Regions from separate parts of the Ornithorhynchus anatinus genome. Here region 1 is linked to region 2. The links are chromatin contacts, called in public Hi-C maps. All regions are on one chromosome and are shown on one strand. Each heading gives the region's core, a stretch centred on a gene start, on an enhancer-like site or on the middle of the called end of the contact. The rest is flanking DNA. Distances are from core to core; before and after follow the strand shown. Region 1 holds the start of SGO1 (shugoshin 1). Region 2 holds the start of RAB5A (ras-related protein Rab-5A).

Region 1 (5,604 bases), core at 2,139-4,638, 150 kb before region 2:
CCATTTTATAGGTGAGGTAAATGAGGCACAGAGAAGTTAACTGACTTACCCAAGGTCACACAGCAGACAAGTGGTGGAGCCAGCATCTCCTTTTTTTCCCTCATCCCCTCTCCCCAGCCAGAGTCTCAGGGGCAAGACTTTGCCATATGGAATCATAGTTCAAAGGTATACGATAACTTTCCACCCGGTTTCCATCTCTTGCTACCTCTGGTAGCTCAAGATGCTCAACTGAACTGGTCTTGGTTTGGGTCACACATTGAGTTTATTTAGATGTACTTTTCTTTTTAAAAACAACAACTGGGGCATTTAAGAGGTAATCTACCAACGTAGGAGATCATAATAAAAACAGGAACTTTAGTAGATCAAATAAGCTAATTATCCAGTGCTTGTATACACCATAAACCAAGCTTTGTTTTGTTTGAGCTGAATGCATCTTGATTGTTAAGGTCTTTTTTAGCAGGCCCAATTCTGGCAAAACATAAAATAAAAACAAAACCTTGGGAAAGTGTAAATATATGCTCACCGATAAATTCACATAGGAGTTCACTCGCATCGGCAGAATTTCCTGCGTGATAAATCCCAGAATGAATCCAGTGCTTATAAAACTGTGAAATGAAATGTCAAAAAACGCACCTCCTCTCATGCATTTCCAAAACAGGTTGACAAAAAGTTCTGTGTACCTGATCATCCCTGGGAGCAGTACCATTTAATGCCAAAACGTGAAGTGAAATCTTATAATAATAACAATGATAACGTTGGTATTTGTTAAGTGCTTACTATGTGCAGAGCACTGTTCGAAGCACTGGGGTAGATACAGGGTCATCAGGTTGTCCCACGTGAGGCTCACAGTCTTAACCCCCCATTTTCCAGATGAGGGAACTGAGGCCCAGAGAAGTGAAGTGACTTGCCCTCAGTCACACAGCTGACAACTGGCAGATCTGGGATTCGAACCCATGACTTCTGACTCCCAAGCCCGTGCTCTTTCCACTGAGCCACGCTTATAATTCTCTGTGAAAGAAAATCCTACGATCGGGCATTTGAAGAACGTGCGGACGCTTAATACTTGTAGTTTTGATTAATTACGGTCCTCTAGAGGGACTGAAGAGGGAACTGAGGCACGGAGCAGTTAAGTGACTTGCCCCAGGGGGCAAGTGGACACGTGGCAAAGGGGGTTGGGAAACTCTCAAGCCCCGTGCTCTTTCCACTAGGCCATCCTGTCCCTCAGCAGTAGGGTGCTCTATCATTCCATATGGGGAAGTCTTGCCCCCGAGGCTCCGGCTGGGGCGAGGGGAGGGAAAAAGAAAAAGACGAGATGCTGGCTTCACCACTTGTCTCTTGGGCAAGTCGTGTCGCTTTCAATTCATTCAATAGTATCTATTGAGCGCTTACTATGTGCAGAGCACTGTACTAAGTGCTTAGAATGGACAAATCAGTAACAGATAGAGACAGTCTCTGCCCTTTGACTCTCTAGGCCTCAGTTCCCTCCCCTGTAAAATGGGGATTAAAGGTTCAAGCCCTACGATCTGTGATTTTATTTATCTTGATGGTAGTAATAATAATGATGATGCTGATAGTATTTGTTAAGCGCTATGCGCCAAGCACTGTTCTAAGCACTGGGGTAGATACGAGTAATAATAATAATGTTGGTATTTGTTAAGCGCTTACTATGTGCAGAGCACTGTTCTAAGCGCTGGGGTAGACATAGGGGAATCAGGTTGTCCCACGTGGGGCTCACAGTTAATCCCCATTTTACAGATGAGGTAACTGAGGCACAGAGAAGTGAAGTGACTCGCCCACAGTCACCCAGCTGACAAGTGGCAGAGCCGGGAGTCGAACCCATGACCTCTGACTCCGAAGCCCAGGCTCTTTTCCACCGAGCCACGCTGCTTCCCACGAGGTAATGAGGTTGTCCCACGTGGGGCTCACAGTCTTCATCCCCATTTTCCAGATGAAGTCACAGAGGGCCAGAGAAGTGAAGAGTGACTTGCTCAAAGTTACCCAGCTGACAAGTGGCGGAGCCGGGATTAGAACCCACGACCTCTGACTCCCAAGCCCGGGCTCTTTCCATTAAGCCGCTCCTCTTGTACTGAGGCCCACTTATTTTGTTGTGTTGTCCGTCTCCCCGCTTTTAGACTGTGAGCCCGGGGTTGGGCCGGGATGGCCTACTCTGTTGCCGAACTGTACGTTCCCAGAGCTTAGTAATAATAATAATAATAATAATAATGTTGGTATTTGTTAAGCGCTTACTATGTGCCTCAGTTCCCTCATCTGTAAAATGGGGATTAAGACTGTGAGCCCCACGTGGGACAACCTGCTCGCCTTGTATCCCCCCCCAGAGCTTAGAACTGTGCTTTGCACATAGTAAGCGCTTAACAAATACCATCATCATTATTATTATTATTATGTGCAGAGCCCTGTTCTAAGCACTGGGGCAGATACAGGGGGGAAGCAGCGTGGCTCAGTGGAAAGAGCCTGGGCTTCAGAGTCAGAGGTCATGGGTTCGAGTCCCGGCTCTTCCACTTGTCAGCTGACTGTGGGCAAGCCACTTCACTTCTCTGGGCCTCAGTGACCTCATCTGTAAAATGGGGATTAAGACTGTGAGCCCCACGTGGAACAACCTGAGTCCCCTGTGTCTACCCCAGCGCTTAGAACAGTGCTCTGCACATAGTAAGCGCTTAACAAATACCAACATTATTATTATTATTATACAGGGTCAGCGGGTTGTCCCACGTGAGGCTCCCAGTCTCAGTCGGTCATCATTCAATTCATTATGGGGTGCGGAGCTAGGCAGCGTGGCTCAGTGGAAAGAGCCCGGGCTGGGGTCATGGGTTCGAATCCCACTTGTCAGCTGGGTGACTGTGGCCAAGTCCTTTCCCTTCTCTGGGCCTCAGTCACCTCATCTGGAAAAGGGGGATGGGGACTATTTCCCCGTCTCCCGCCAGGTGGCGCCCTCGAGAGCCCAGCCCTTAGGGAGCCTTCGCAGCGCGGTCCCCCCGCCCCCCTCCCCTCCCACGCCCCAGCCGCCTCCTGCGCGCGCCGCCACCCGAGCAAGCGAACGCGAAGACCCGGATGCCCCGCTCCCGCCGCCCACGCCGCACTCACCCCTGTCACGTGCCGGGGGGGGGGGGGAAGGCCCTGCCCTCTCCCCTATCACGTGCCGGGGGGGTGGAGGCCCCGCCCTCTCCCCCCGTCACGTGAGCGGCCGGGCTCCACCAATGGGAGAAGCGGGCGGGGAATTTCGAATAGGAAAGAGCCGGGGACGCGAGCAACCGAAGCCCCTTCGGTCCGGCTCGGCTCGGCGCGGCTCGGGCTCGGCTCGGCTCGGCTCGGCTCGGCCTCGGGCTCGGGCTCGGGCTCGGCCTCGGGCTCGGCCTCGGGCTCGGGCTCGGGCTCGGCTCGGCCCGGCTCGGCTCGGCTCGTCCCGTCCCCTCCAGGTTGGTGTGGCCGCGGGTGATTCTAACCGCTGGGATCTTCATCCCCCTTTTCCAGATGAGGTCACTGAGGCCCCCAGAATAATGCCGGGATCTGTTAAGCGCTTACTCTGTGCCAAGCACTGTCCTAAACGCTGGGGGTAGGCCCAGGGTCATCGGGTTGTCCCACTTGGGGCTCCCAGTCTTCATCCCCATTTTCCAGATGAGATCAGTGAGGCACCGAGAATAATATGGTCGCTATTTAAGTGCTTACTATGTGCCAAGCACTGTCCTAAGCGCTGGGGGTAGGCCCAGGGTCATCGGGTTGTCCCACCTGGGGCTCCCAGTCTTCATCCCCATTTTCCAGATGAGGTCACTGAGGCCCCGAGAATAATAATGTGGGGATGTGTTGAGCGCTTACTATGTGCCAAGCACTGTCCTAAGCGCTGGGGGTAGGCACAGGTTCACCGGTTTGTCCCACCTGGGGCTCCCAGTCTTCATCCCCCTTTTCCAGATGAGGTCACTGAGGCCCCAAGAATAGTAATGTGGGGATCTGTTGAGCGCTTACTATGTGCCAAGCACTGTTCTAAGCACTGGGGGAGACACAGGGTCAACAGGTTGTCCCACCTGCGGCTCATAGTCTTCATCCCCACTTTCCAGATGATGTCGCTGAGGCCCCGAGAATAATAATGTGGGGATCTGTTGAGCGCTTACTATGTGCCAAGCACTGTCCTAAGCGCTGGGGGTAGGCACAGGGTCATCGGGTTGTCCCACTTGAGTTTCCCAGTCTTCATCCCCACTTTCCAGATGAGATCACTGAGGCCCCGAGAATAATAATGTCGCTATTTGTTAAGCGCTTACTATGTGCCAAGCACTGTCCTAAGCGCTGGGGGTAGGCACAGGGTCATCGGGTTGTCCCACTTGAGTTTCCCAGTCTTCATCCCCACTTTCCAGATGAGATCACTGAGGCCCCGAGAATAATAATGTCGCTGTTTGTTAAGCGCTTACTATGTGCCAAGCACTGTCCTAAGCGCTGGGGTAGGCACAGGGTCTTCGGGTTGTCCCGCCTGAGACTCACAGTCTTCAGCCCTATTTTACAGATGAGGTCACTGAGGCACCGAAAATAATAATGTCGGGATTTGGTAAGAGCTTACTATGTGCCGAGCACTGTTCTGAGCGCTGGAAGGGATACAGGGTCATCAAGTTGTCGCACCGAGAATAATAATGTGGGGATCTATGTGCTGAGCACCGATCTAAGCGCTGGAGAGGATGCTCGCGTGCGGCACGCAGTCTTCATCCCCATTTTACAGATGAGGGAACTGAGGCGCCGAGAAGTGAAGTGTCTGGCCCAAAGTCCCCCAGCTGACAGGTGGCGGAGCCGCGATTTGAACCCATGACCTCCGACTCCCAGCCCGCGCTCCTTCCACTGAGTCACGCAGCTTCTCTGTATGCCACCCGAATAAGATCAGACACAACCTCCCGCCCCACGCGAGACTCAAAACAGGGAGGGAGAAGGGGATGGCTTATCCCCATTTTACAGATGAGGAAACTGAGACCCTAAGAGGTTAACATGCCCAAGGTCCCACAGGAATATACCCCCGCCCCCCCACCCCGATTCCCAGCTTCCCATTAGGACACGGTAGTGTGGTAACTATCAGGGTCGTCGGAGGACTCTGGACACCAACTGCCATAGGGATCCGTGGGATCTACCGAGTCACCGGTCTCTCCTCCTTACTGTCGTGCGCAAGAGAAATGTGCTGGGCAAAACGTTCTTCCCAGGAGTGGTGGGAAGGAGACCGAAGGTCAGGACTTTCATTCTTTCACCTCGCCCCAACAGACTCAGGCGACCCTCCACTTCCACCACCCTGCACGACGGTCGCCCCCCCCGAATGCAGGGAGATGGCATTCATTCATTCAATAGTACTTATTGAGCGCTTACTATGTGCAGAGCACTGTACTAAGCGCTTGGGATGAACAGGTCGTGGCCGTGACATTGGTTTGGGGAGGCAGAACTTCTGCTCGGTCCACCCCGTCCTGCAGCTAATTGCCCCCCCCTCCCCGAACCTACACCACGCTTAGAACAGTGCTCTGCACATAGTAAGCGTTTCACAAACACCAATGTCATCAGGCACCCGCTATAAACAAATCTGTCCGGAGTCTGGTTTACAGTAGGAAGTCTAATGTAGGAAAGAAA
Region 2 (5,312 bases), core at 2,748-5,247:
TTTTATGACAATAACCACTCCTCCTCCCCCCTTGTATCGTGACACTCAGTAAAATGAACAGAACTGCTTTGGATAAGAGAAAAGCATAGCATTTTAACTTATTCTAGCTAGGCACAGCAACCTTAAGAAGCCTTTCAATAATCTGATCTGTAGTGGGCATTGCGAAGGAAAGGGAACACGAATTTTCTCATAAAGAGTTATGCCTCAAAATTTGCCCATACATTCGAAAGAATGGTAAAATGATTTTGAGTGTACAAACGATAGGAGACTGGCTCAATCACAATTCTACTAAAACATGCTATTTTAAGTACACTCTAAGTTTTAGAACAATTCCACTTTGTGATCTCCAAGTGATGCGGTCACATGAACGCAACGAAGGTGTTTAAAAAACAAACTTCGCTAAAGCGAAAAAAACCCCAAAGACTTTTCAAGTACAAGCTGAAATAACCCCGGCGTTGAGAGTTTGCAAGAGACCACTTTCATTTCGGGAACTGCCCCATTAGAGAGGCACAACTGAAAGGGAGGAGCCGAGTTACTCCGTTTAAAAAAACAAAAACGCATTTGTTCACTTGGCCCAACGTTTTGCATCACACGCCAAGTTGGACGGTGAGCCCGTTGTGGGGCAGGGATCGTCTCTATCTGTTGCCGAATTGTACATTCCAAGAGCTTAGTACAGTGCTCTGCACACAATAAGCGCTCAATAAAAATGATGGAATGAATGAAGATATACTTGTTTTGTTTTGCTGTCTCCCCCGTTTAGACCGTGAGCCCACTGTTGGGCTGGAATCACGTCTATCTCCTGCTGTACTGTACATTCCAAGAGTTTAGTACAGTGCTCTGCACATAGTAAGCACTCCATAAATATGACTGAATGAAGAACTGGTGCAGATTTACTTGTTTTGTTTTGTAGTCTGTCTTCCCCGTTTACACTGTGAGCCTGTTGTGGAGCAGGGATGGTCTCTCTCTGTTGCCGAATTGCACATTCCAAGCGCTTAGTCCAGTGCTCTGCACATAGTAAGCGCTCGATGAATGCGATTGAATTTAAAATCAGGAATTGGCATTCCGGGGTGCTCCACGTGCTTCGGGCTGGCTGTCTTTTAATCGAAGTTTATCCCGGCGTGGCTTTTAAAGGGGGGCAGTGGACAGTTTTAGATGCTTGTCTGCCCCACACAGGACTTGATCTTGCTGATGTGATGGCAGATGGGCTGTTTGGGGGGCATTCCCCTTCCTTGTGAAGTCAAGTAAAAGAGAGAATGAATCTATGCACCCCGCTACATATCTGCTGCCAAACTGTACACTCCAAGCACTTAGTACAGTGCTCTGCACATAAACGCTCAATAAATACTACTGAATGAATGAATGATGGTAGGGATGGCTTTCGAATCCCTCCAGCCAGCATTGTTCTATTCTGTCCTGTTTTGTTTTGCCGTCTCCCCGGTTTAGACTGTGAGCCCATTGTGGGGCAGGGATTGTCTCTATCTGTTGCCGAATTGTACATTCCAAGCGCTTAGGACAGTGCTCTGTACATAGTAAGCGCTCAATAAGTACTATTGAATCAATGACGTGATGGCAGATGGGCTGTTTTGGGGGCATTCACCTCCCTTGTGGAGTCAAGTAAAAGGGAGGCTCTATCTATGCACTCCACTGAATATCTGTAGCCGCAGTGTCCACTCCAAGCGCTCAATGCAGTGCTCTGCACAGAGTAAGCGCTCAATAAATACTACCGAATGAACAATGGTACGGATGGCTTTCGAATCCCTCCGGCCAGCGATGTTTTGTTTTGTCCTGTTTTGTTCTGTTGTCTGATTCCCTTTTAGACTGGGAGCCCTTTGTGGGGTAGGGACAGTGTCTCTCTGTTGCCGAACTGTACACTCCAAGCGCTCAGTATGGTGCTCTGCACAAAGTGCTCAAATACTATTGAATGAATAAATGAACGATGGTAGGGATGACTTTCGAATCTCTCCAGCCAGCATTGTTTTGTTTTGCTGTCTCCCTCCTTTTAGACTGGGAGCCCATTGTGGGGCAGGGACGGTCTCTCTCGGCTGCCGAACTGTCCGCTCCTAGCACTCAGGACAGTGCTCTGCAGAGTAAGCGCTCAATAAATACTACTGAATGAATAAATGATGTGATGGCAGATGGGCTGTATGGGGGGCATTCATCTCCCTTGTGGAGTCAAGTTAAAAGGAGACTCTATGTCCCCTGATGCATATCTGTAGCCGAATTGTCCATTCCAAGCGCTCAGTACAGCGCTCTGCCCAGAGTAAGCGTTCAATAAATACTACTGAATGAATGAACGATGGTAGGGATGGCTTTCAAATCCCTCCGGCCGGTGTTGTTTTGTTGTCTGCCTCTCCCCTTTCGGACTGGGAGCCCGTTGTGGGGCAGGGGCGGTCTCTGCTGCCGAACCGTCCACTCTAAGTGCTCAGTACAGCGCTCTGCCCAGAGTAAGCGCTCAATAAATACTACTGAATGAATAAATGATGTGATGGCAGATGGACTGTTTTGGGGGCATTCACCTCCCTTGGGGAGTCAAATAAAAGGGAGGCTCTATGCCCCCAGTGCATATCTGTAGCCAAACTGTCCACTCCAAGTGCTCAGTACAGTGCTCTGCCCAGAGTAAGCGCTCAAGAAATACTATTGAATGAATGAATAAATGACGTGATGGCAGATGGGCTCTTTTGGGGGCATTCACCTCCTTTGTGGAGTCGAGTAAAAGGAAGGCTTTATGTCCCCCCGTGCATATCTGTAACCGAACTGTCCACTCTAAATAATCAGTCCAGCACTCTGCCCAGAGTAAGCGCTCAATAAATACTACTGAATGAATGATGATAGGGATGGCTTTCGAATCCCTTTTGACCTGCTTTGTTTTGTTATCTGCCTCTCCCCTTTCGGACTGGGAGCCCGTTGCGGGGCCAGGACCGTCTCTGCTGCCGAACCGTCCACTCCAAGCGCTCAGTCCATCGCTCTGCCCAGAGTAAGCGCTCGATAAATACTACTGAACGAATGAGGGATGGTAGGGATGGCTTTCGAATCCCTCCGGCCGGCGTTGTCCTGTTTTGTGGTCTGTCTTCCCCCTTTCAGACCGGGGGGCCCGTTGTGGGGCCGGGACGGTGTCTGCGGACCCTACTTAAAACTCACCTCCTCCAAGAGGCCTTCCCAGACTGAGCTCCCCTTCTCCCTCTACCGTCCCCCCTTCACCTCTCCGCAGCTTAACCCTCTTTTCCCCCCCTTTCCCCCCGCTCCTCCCCCTCAGCACCTTACTCGTCTGCTCAACTGTCTACATTGTCATTACCCTATTTGTTAATGAAACGTCCCCCGCCTTGATTCTACTTAGTTGCCTTTGTTTTTCCGAGATGTTCTTCCCCTCGACTCTCTTTCTTGCTACTGTTCTCGTCTGTCCGTCTCCCCCGATTAGACTGTGCGCCCGTCAAAGGGCAGGGACTGGGTCTGTTGCCGACCTGGTCATTCCGAGCGCTCAGTCCAGGGCTCCGCGCGTAGTAAGCGCTCAATAGTTAGGATTGAAGGAATGAATGCGGACGAGGCGTCCGGTCCAGGCGCTGTGCGCAGGGTGAGAGCTCCGTCAAGGCGACGGGATGAGGGGAGAGGGGACGAGGCCCTCGCCATTGCGGCCCTGCCCAGGTCCAGTCCCTTCGACCGCCTTCACTCTTGCTCAGGCCGTGAAGGCGTCTGGGAAATGAGCCGCTCTCCCCCCTCCCCCCCCCCCCGGCCGGTCCTTGCTCCTCCAGCCCTTCCCACGCCGCCATCTTGAGCCGGCAGGAGGGTGACACCCCCCCCCCACCACCCCCCACCGGCTGGGCTCCGGCCCGTGAGGCCTGAGGAAAATAATACAACCCCACCAACCTGGCGGGGGAGCGGGTGGGCGGCGGGAGGAAGGGATGGGGAGGCTACCTGGGAAGGCTGCGCGGCGGCGGCGGCGTCCGGAGGGCGAAGGGACGGCGGCCGGTCCTCGGGCCGCTCCGCGAAAACTGGCCGGGCCCCCGCCGGCTTCCGTAGTCTCCTCCTCGTCCGCCGGTGCCCGGGCCGGGGGATCCACTACTTCCTTCTCCTCCTCCTCCTCCTCCTGCTGCTGCTGCTGCCGCTGCTGAACCAAAACACAAACAGAAGGCCCAACGCGCGGCCGCCACTTCCGCCCGCCACGTCCCTGCGCGAAACGTGCGCCGCCCTGCCTTCACTTCCGCCTCCCTCCTTCGCTGCCCCTCCCCCCACCCCCCGGCCCGGCTTCGGCCGCCGACCACGTGACCCCGCCGCCGACCACGTGACCCCGCCACCGCCCTCGGGGAGGGCCCCCCCCCGCCCCCTGTCGTTACCGAGGCAACGGCCTCCATTCATTCAGTCAGTCAGTCATTCAATCATTCATTCAATTCATTCATTCAATTCATTCATTCAATTCATGCAGGCAGGCAGTCATTCAATTCATTCATTCATTCATTTCATTCAGTCATTCATTTCTTTCATTCAGTCAGGCAGTCATTCATTCATTTCGTTCAGTCATTCATTTCATTCATTCATTCATTCATTCAGTCAGTCAGTCATTCATTTCTTTCATTCAGTCAGGCAGTCATTCATTCATTTTATTCAGTCAGTCATTTCATTCATTCATTCAATCAGTCAGTCATTTCATTTATTCAGTCAGTCAGTCAGTCATTCATTTCATTCATTCAGTCATTCATTCAGTCACTCGGTCATTCATTCAGTCATTCATTTCATTCAGTCATTCATTCAGTCAGGCAGTCATTCATTCATTTCATTCAGTCATTCATTTCATTCATTCAGTCAGTCATTCATTCAGTCACTCGGCCATTCATTCAGTCATTCATTTCTTTCATTCAGTCATTCATTCAGTCAGGCAGTCATTCATTCATTTCATTCAGTCATTCATTTCATTCCTTCATTCAGTCTGTCAGTCCTTTCATTCATTCATTCATTCATTTCATTCAGTCATTCATTCATTTCATTCAGTCATTCATTTCATTCAGTCATTCATTTCATTCCTTCATTCAGTCTGTCAGTCCTTTCATTCATTCATTCATTCATTCATTCATTCATTCATTCATCATTCAGTCGTATTTGTGGAGTGCTTACCCCATGCAGAGCGCTGCACTGAGGGCTTGGAAAGTACAATTCATTCAGTCATATGGGAAGCTTACTGTGTGCAGAGCGCTGCACTAAGCGCTTGCAAAGTGCAATTCATTCTTTCATTCAGTCGTATTTATGGAGCGCTTACTATGGACAGAGCTCTGGACTAAGCGCTTGGAAAGTACAATTCATTCATTCAATCATATTTTTTGAGA

What was found. A called contact is a pair of places that touch in the nucleus more often than the background predicts.
Region 1: a contact with region 2 is called in a Hi-C map of liver, with 9 times the contacts expected there. The contact joins the promoter of SGO1 here to the promoter of RAB5A in region 2. A contact is called at or near these places in 2 of 2 Hi-C or Micro-C datasets (fibroblasts and liver).

The regions. Positions count from the first base shown.
Region 1 is chr8:43,542,059-43,547,662 of mOrnAna1.pri.v4, reverse strand. SGO1 (shugoshin 1) reads left to right here and starts at 3,388. Exons shown (of 12, transcript XM_016227379.3): 1 at 3,388-3,434.
Region 2 is chr8:43,393,350-43,398,661 of mOrnAna1.pri.v4, reverse strand. RAB5A (ras-related protein Rab-5A) reads right to left here and starts at 3,997. Exons shown (of 6, transcript XM_007667437.3): 1 at 3,910-3,997.